2 separate regions of the Mus musculus genome follow, and region 2 is linked to region 1. A link is a contact called in public HiChIP or PLAC-seq data. All regions are on one chromosome and are shown on one strand. Each heading gives the region's core, a stretch centred on a gene start, on an enhancer-like site or on the middle of the called end of the contact. The rest is flanking DNA. Distances are from core to core; before and after follow the strand shown. Region 1 holds the start of Nudt7 (nudix (nucleoside diphosphate linked moiety X)-type motif 7). Region 2 overlaps Wwox (WW domain-containing oxidoreductase).

What was found. HiChIP or PLAC-seq counts read pairs in DNA pulled down with a chosen protein or histone mark.
Region 2: a contact with region 1 is called in an H3K27ac HiChIP or PLAC-seq map of microglia, with 9 times the contacts expected there. The contact joins the enhancer-like site here to the promoter of Nudt7 in region 1. A contact is called at or near these places in 6 of 39 promoter capture datasets (the C10 cell line, the HPC-7 cell line, hematopoietic stem and progenitor cells and 3 more), 6 of 484 Hi-C or Micro-C datasets (B cells, CD4 T cells, LSK cells and 3 more) and 3 of 115 datasets of contacts at active chromatin or transcription factors (bone marrow-derived macrophages and microglia).

Annotation. Positions count from the first base shown.
Region 1 is chr8:114,132,089-114,135,676 of GRCm38.p6, forward strand. Nudt7 (nudix (nucleoside diphosphate linked moiety X)-type motif 7) reads left to right here and starts at 1,486. Exons shown (of 4, transcript NM_024437.4): 1 at 1,486-1,612. The coding sequence starts at 1,578.
Region 2 is chr8:114,454,018-114,457,440 of GRCm38.p6, forward strand. The region is part of intron 4 of Wwox (WW domain-containing oxidoreductase); the gene reads left to right. Among named protein-coding and RNA genes, the nearest start is that of Wwox, 16 kb to the left of the region's middle. Within about 2 kb of position 1,929, at least 22 of the 459 cell types and tissues checked have an H3K27ac peak or open chromatin away from gene starts, as enhancers often do. A contact at or near this core is called in microglia, where this site is marked.

The sequences.
Region 1 (3,588 bases), core at 236-2,735:
CATGAGTTCTGAGTACTCTTGTTTTTATGGAATTATTCTTTCATTAAAAAAATAATATAATATACAATGAATTATATTTTTTTACTATACTGATGTAGGGATGAATTCAGTTTTTGACTCATTCTTATATATTACTTAATTTTACATTCAATTTCTTTGAATTTTAAGAGAAGAAAAGAAAAATAAAAAAGAAGTAGAAGACATGAATTGGGGAGGCAGATGTGGTTGGGGGTTCTGGGAGGAAAATGGAGGGGTATGGAAGGTGGGTGTTATTGTAATCACTTACAATAGATACATTGTACTCATGTGTGACATTAGGGAAGGATATATGAATTGTAAAGCCCATCATTAAGTTTGTGTGTCAGACACTATGCCAGTCTTTGGAGAAGCCTGCCTTGCTCCCCTCTCCCCCCCCCCCCCCAGTCTCAGTTCCGGCCAGCCTCCCCGCTCAGCTCACACTCTCTCTCAGCTCTGTGTGAGGTGATGGAGCTCTCCCATTGCTAGGCAGTTCATCCCTGAAAACAGGTGCAGGTGTCAGACAGCAGCATCTACCTACACTGGGGACCTGCCACCCTCCTGGGACTTAGTAGGTGTGTGCTTCTGGGCAGTCTGCATTGCAGCAGGACACTGGAGACATTGATACTGGGGTGGGGGTGGAGGTGTGGAGAGCTACATGTTAGACACTCTCTTTTGGCCAGGAGTGAGGAGCTCGGCCTGGTTTTCCAAGCCCCCAACTCTCCACCCAGCCTCCTTTTCCCCTCCCAGCCTCTGAGCCTACCTACCTGAGTTTCATTCCTGGAACTCACAGGGTGGAAGGAGAGAACTGGCTCCTGAAAGTTGTCCTCTGATCTTCATACATATTCTGTAGCACACACACACACACACACACACACACACACACACACACACACACGCACGCACACACGCGCGCGCACACACACACACACACACACACACACACACACACGCGCGCACACACACACACACACACACACACACACTAGTAAATAAAATGTTTTGTTTTTGGTTTTTGGTTTTCGTTTTTGTTTGGTTTTTCAAGACACGGTGTTTCTCTATGTAACAGTCCTGGCTGTCCCAGAACTCACTTTGTAGACCAGGCTGCCCTGGAACTCAAGAGTAATCTGCCTGCCCCTACCTCCCAAGTGCTGGGATTAAAGGCATGTACCACCATGCCCGGCAAGCGTAATTAATTTTTAATTTTTTAAAATTAAGTACTTTTTACAACTGCTTATTGCAAATTTTCTCACATGCTCCATGGTTTTGAAGAAGCCCACGCTACTAGACAGCAATCTTTTTTTTTTTTTTTTTTTTTTAGTGTATTCAACACTTTAAATCCGGTCAGCACCACCTTCGGACCTAACTCCGCCCCGAACACGCCCTACCTATAGGCCCCGCCCCTAGCACTTCGGGCGTCTTTGAAGGGCCCCGCCCTCAGCCTCTCCTCCCTGAAAAGTCCCCGCCCTCATTCCTAGCTGGGGCTACTAAGCGCATGCGCGTCAGAACTATTTGCTTCCCGAAGTCTCCTGCTGCTAGTAAGAGGAAGTACTGCAGGGCTGATGTCGCGACCTTGTGGACTCCCGGAGCCTGTCAGGTAAAGCTCTCCGGCTCCAAGCACCGGAGCCTGACCAAGCCGGGCTCTGATCATTGCACAGGCCCTATCTATCCACCCTGCAGTTCAGGCTCCTCAGGGCTCCCCTCCAGCCGGAACTTTGCTCTTCTGCTCCTGGGGACAGAGTTGGGGTTTTCACCTAACAAGATTCACACACGCGCAGGCGTGTCCTCATCTCCCAGGGTCACAGCGTTTCCCTTTTGCCAATCCGAGTCACTCTTCAGGAACCCCCACAGCGGAACCTCAGAACCCCAACATGGCCAGACAGTTATGCATCAGCCAAACAGAGTTCAAGTTCCTGGGTGGCTTCTTCCACCCATAACCGAGGTTCTTGCTCAAGGCATTGCTGCTCCCAGCCTGGCCTCAGTACTACAAGGCTGTTCTGAGAACTCAACACAGAATGGGCCAGCCCTGCTCCTATTTTGATGGTATTGTCTCGACACAATTAGACTTTTATTTTCCTGCTGCCTCTGGGCAGTTCTAGGGGTTGTTTAAAAGCCTTCTTCCTCTTTGGCTGGCTAATTGTCTTTTCTGGACAGAGGCCTGTGAGTATCAGCTGTACTGTGTGCCAGCTTTCATTGGCCCTTTCCAGGACATTTGATTGGTTTGCAGCCAGCTCTCTGTCACATGGATGGGATGGGGCTTGTGGGGGGGGGGGGCGGTGTTTGAGAATAAGCAAACCCCTCTAACCAAAGGCTTGTTAAGGATGCGCTAGTGATTAACACTCACAGCTCAGGGCCACCTTGTTCATGAACTGGCCACTTTACCTGCACGGCTACCCTCGAGCAAGTTACAGATGAGGACTTCTCGAGGCTCCAGGAGATGATGGGTAGCCCAGGCTGATCTCAAACTTTCGGTAGTCGTTCTGCCTCAGCTTCTCCAAGCACTAGGAGGTTGCAGGTGTGAGCTAGTTACCGCACCCGGCTCCACCCAGCTTTTGAGATGGAATGAGTTCTGGCTGACCTAAACATCTGGTTTTGCACAGTCATACTGCGGAATAGTGAGAACTAATGTTACACTTTCTACAGCCACTGTGACAAAGTCCTACCAACTGGATGACTTGAGGAATAGCAATTAGCCTCTCTTGGGTCTGAAGGACCCATAATCAGGTCTGAAGTCCATAATCAAGGTATTAGCAGGCACACAATCAGAAGTCTCTGGGGATGTTCCATTGCCCCTTCCAGCTTCTGGTAACTTTCGATCATCCTTGGCTTATAGCAGCAGATTTTGGGTCCCCATTCCCATCTGTCTGTCTGTCTGTCTGTCTCTCTGTGTGTGTGTGTGTGTGTGTGTGTGTGTGTGTGTGTGTGTGTGTGTGTACATCTATGTCTATAGCCTCTTCCTTCAAAGACACCTGTTGTTGGATTGGGAGTTCTCCCTACATTCAGGATGGTGCAATCTCAAGAGCCTTAACTACTTACATCTGCAAAGAACCCATTTCTGAATAACACCACATTCTCAGGCTCTATGTTGACATGAATAAGGTGGTCACTGTCACACACCATGCAAACAAGCAGCATAAAGCATAGAGCTCATCCGAGGGACTCGGAAAGAGCCACATGAAAACAGTCCCATTTGTGGTGCTGAATCTAAACTTTGGCGGTAACTATCAGTGATGGTACAGTCCCTTGAGCTGCCACAGAGGCAACCTTGTCACTTTGGAAGTTGGATCAAGCGCTCACCCTCGGGCCTCACCTCAAAGTCACCGAGTCAGGTTTTGGGGTAAGTGCTGGAGGAGTCTGTTGGGCACCGCCTTGTAGCAGATCCTGTGGCTGTTTGGGTTTGAGAATCACATTTACAAGGTGTCTGGGTTTGTGAATGGTGGAAGGACCAGGCAAGCCTCAGGAGGAGTTTTTGGCACACCTGTCCTGTCTTCCTATAGCAATAGTAATTTCTCCTCCAAAGCACTAGAAACAGAACCAGGGCCTCCCTTACTCAGCAAATGCTTTACTACCGAG
Region 2 (3,423 bases), core at 679-3,178, 320 kb after region 1:
TCTCTTAATGTAAGACACCCATAGGTTACCAAGAAGGTCATCATTTCCCTTGATTTAGCAAATGAAGTCCCCACAGTGATTTGCCAAACTGAACTCTGGGGTACAGAACGAGTAAGGCATGATGTGCAAGGCATGAGCCACGCTGCCCGCTCTGTCTCTCTCAGTGTTTGTTTATCCGGCTGTCTAACTTCTCTTTCTCTTTGGATATTGTTATATACTGTATTCAGCCAGCTGCCATTAGAGTCAAGGGGAAGATTCCTTCCTAGATTCTAAGGAGATCTAGATGCTGTGTGTGCATGAGAGATGTCGATGGGAGGTGGGGGAGAAAGGCGAGAGGGAGGGGAGGCTGGAGGCTGCCTGGGGCCTCAGCTTCACTGTGTGGAGGCTGGAGACTGAGTTGGGGCTTCACCTTCACTGTGTAGAGGTTGATTAGCAAGGTGAGCAGAGCTAGGCTCTTTGTTTGAACCGATCTCACAGAAACAAAGTTAGCCAGCATTCACATGTGGTTATAAAGAAACTTCAAACCACATCTCTCATTCTTATCTTTACACTCAATGATACCAGATTAGTGTTTATGCATTGTTATTATATCATACAGACAGGCATTTTAAATAGAAGGGCTCTGCTGTCTTTTAAAATCCTCATCTCAGTGCTTGCAGCTGTATCAAAATGGTGCCAGAGTAGGAGAACAGAGAGGTGAGGTCAGTACCCTAAGTGTGCCTAGGTCCTTGGACAGGTACAGAATATGTGTGAGTTCCTGCCCGGGGCTCAATGTGCTATGCCCACCCCTTTCCTTACCTCAGAAGTAATGGCACATACCCCGTCAAGCTCACTCACTCTGCACCCAGGTCTAGAATGGAACTGACCCCGATGGTCTAGGGACCGAGGGTGGAGCTGTAGGGTAGGCTGTGGCAGATGCAGTTTCCAAGCCCCAGGTGGATCAAGGGTGAAGGCACGGATGCTTGCTTGGGGTTCTTCATCGTAGGTTAGCATGCGAGAGGGGTGCTCATGGAGTCGGGAGGGACAGGAGCCAAGTGTTACATGGAGTTAGTGTTCTGTGTCCTCTCATTTAAGTGACTTTAAATTTATTTTATTAAATGTATTGTCTATGGGGAATGTAGAAAATAGAGATAAAAAAACCAGAAAACAAACAAACAAACAAACAAACAAAAAAAACAATTCAAAATCCTTACAGTTGGAAGCATATGCCAGTGTTCAGCATCTGTGATCCGAGGCAGTGGCTTTCCTCTTTTCTTCTACTGGGCTGTGAAATGTATCTTTCCTTACCATTAAATATTCCACCTCTTAAATGGTTGCATACTATTCCATTATATGGCTCCAGCTATCTCCCCAGTGTGGCACATTTGGGTAGCTTCCAGCTTTTTAATAGCCACGGAATGGAGGCAGACATTTTGCAATTAGATGTTTGTACCCATCTGTGACATTCTGCAGCCTTATTTTGTGCAAGGAGAATTGCTGAATCGACGGATTTACCCACTAATCTTAATATCTTGATCTGTGACACTGCACCCCTAAATTGTTGTACCAATCTGATTGCCAGTTGTTGCTCCGTGTCCCTGCCAATCTTGGGAAGGGGCATAAAGAAAAAGAAAAAAAAACTGTCAATTAAATCCTTATGCCTCCGATTATACCCAAGATGTAGCCGTTCTTCACGCCGGGCCATTTGTACTTATTCTTTTATGAATTGCCTTTTCATTTTGTATGCATGGCTATCAGATACATATTGATTGCTGATTGATTGCTCGTTCCATGCAGTATAATTTAATTTTCAAAATGTCCCTTTCTCTTAGAAGTTAATTTATCTCAAAGTGTCCCTTACTCTAAGTACATATTCAATCCTGTGATCAAGAGGCAATTGAGAGAGAAGCCGGCCTGACTTCCCCTCTTGCTTCTGTGAAGTCCTCTAGGCTTCAAGGCTATTTGCTTTGCTTAGCACACTCACATCCTGGGCACGGAATGGGAGAGGGGCCCTCAGCTCAGCACTGGCTGGCTCACGATGGGGTTTGAGAGGCTGGTAAACAGTAGCCAGGAACTGGTGATTCTGGGATTGGCGCCTCCCCACCCCCCATACACATCCCAGCTCCCCAGATCTGTTAAAGCTAGTCGCACCATGCCGGAGCTTTCCCGTGCATTTGTTCACGTGACAAGCCGGGCTCCCACGTAGCGAAATTGTACCAATGCCGAAAATAGCTCTGCTGACAGGCAGGGCAGGCTTGATTGGTGGCGGGTTTCAGTCTGGAGAGGGGCAGGCGGGCGAGGAGTTCTGACTCTAGAAGCAGGCGTGACCTAGTTTTCAAACTGCTCCCCTCTTCCTACCTGAGTGACTCGGGCCAGGTGACTTCCTCCAGCTCATGGGCCAGGCAGGTAGTTCTCCGTCTCTGCGCAGTTGTTCAGGATGGAGATGTGGGTCCCTTGCAGACACTCGCCCTGCAGCCATTTCTGCAGCGGATGCTCGGGCCCGGAATGAGTCCTTATACTAAGTTGGTGTTCCCTAGCTTTGTGCTTTACAGGTCCTCCCGAGGATGGCACCGGAGCTCTGCATTGGCCCCGGGATCATCTTTTTGATCGCTTTGAATAACTGGTAGGCATTGACTGGTCTTTAGTTTGGAAAGATTTTTTTCCCACCTTTTGGTTAGAAGTCAGATAGTACCATCATGTAGCCAAAACAAACCAAACAACACCCCTCCCCCCAAAACAAAACAAAACAAAAAACAAAAACCAAATCCAATGAGGCTGTCTGGTTATTGTTTCTGTAGCCTGGGAGCAGAAAAAGATATCACAGACAGGGACTGGAGGGACTTGAACCGTTAGCCCTTGTATGACTCAGATCACAGTTGTTTCATTAGGACCCTCGCTCATGAAACTCCTGGTTTGCAGGGCTGTCTGCTGTATTAAGACTAAGTGTCCAGGTTTGCAGCCCCTCTCCTCTGGAATACGCGAGAATGAGTCAATGCTGGCGTGTGATTTTATCAGCACCCAGAGGGTCAGCACCTTGACTGGAGGCTCTTGGGACATAGAAGGAAGAAAACTAGTGGAATGACAGTTAACTTGTTCAGTGACCTAGGGCAGGCCACTTTAGTATTTTAAATATAAGGCTCTTCATTTGTAAAATGTAGAGACTCTCTGTCTCTTAAAACATTTCGAAGTTACATTTATTTGTGTGTGTGTGTGAGAGAGAGTGTATGTGTGTGTGTGTGTGTGTGTGTGTGTGTGTGTGTGTGTGAGAGAGTGTGTGTGTGTGTGTGTGTGTGTGTGAGTGTGTGTGTGTGTGTGTGTGTGTGTGTCTGTGTGTGTGTATGTGTGTGTGTGTAAGGATAACTTTAACAGTCTCTTCTCTTTCTACTGTATGGGTCTCTGGGATCCAGCTGTGGTCATCAGGCACAATGGTGAGCGCTCTCACTT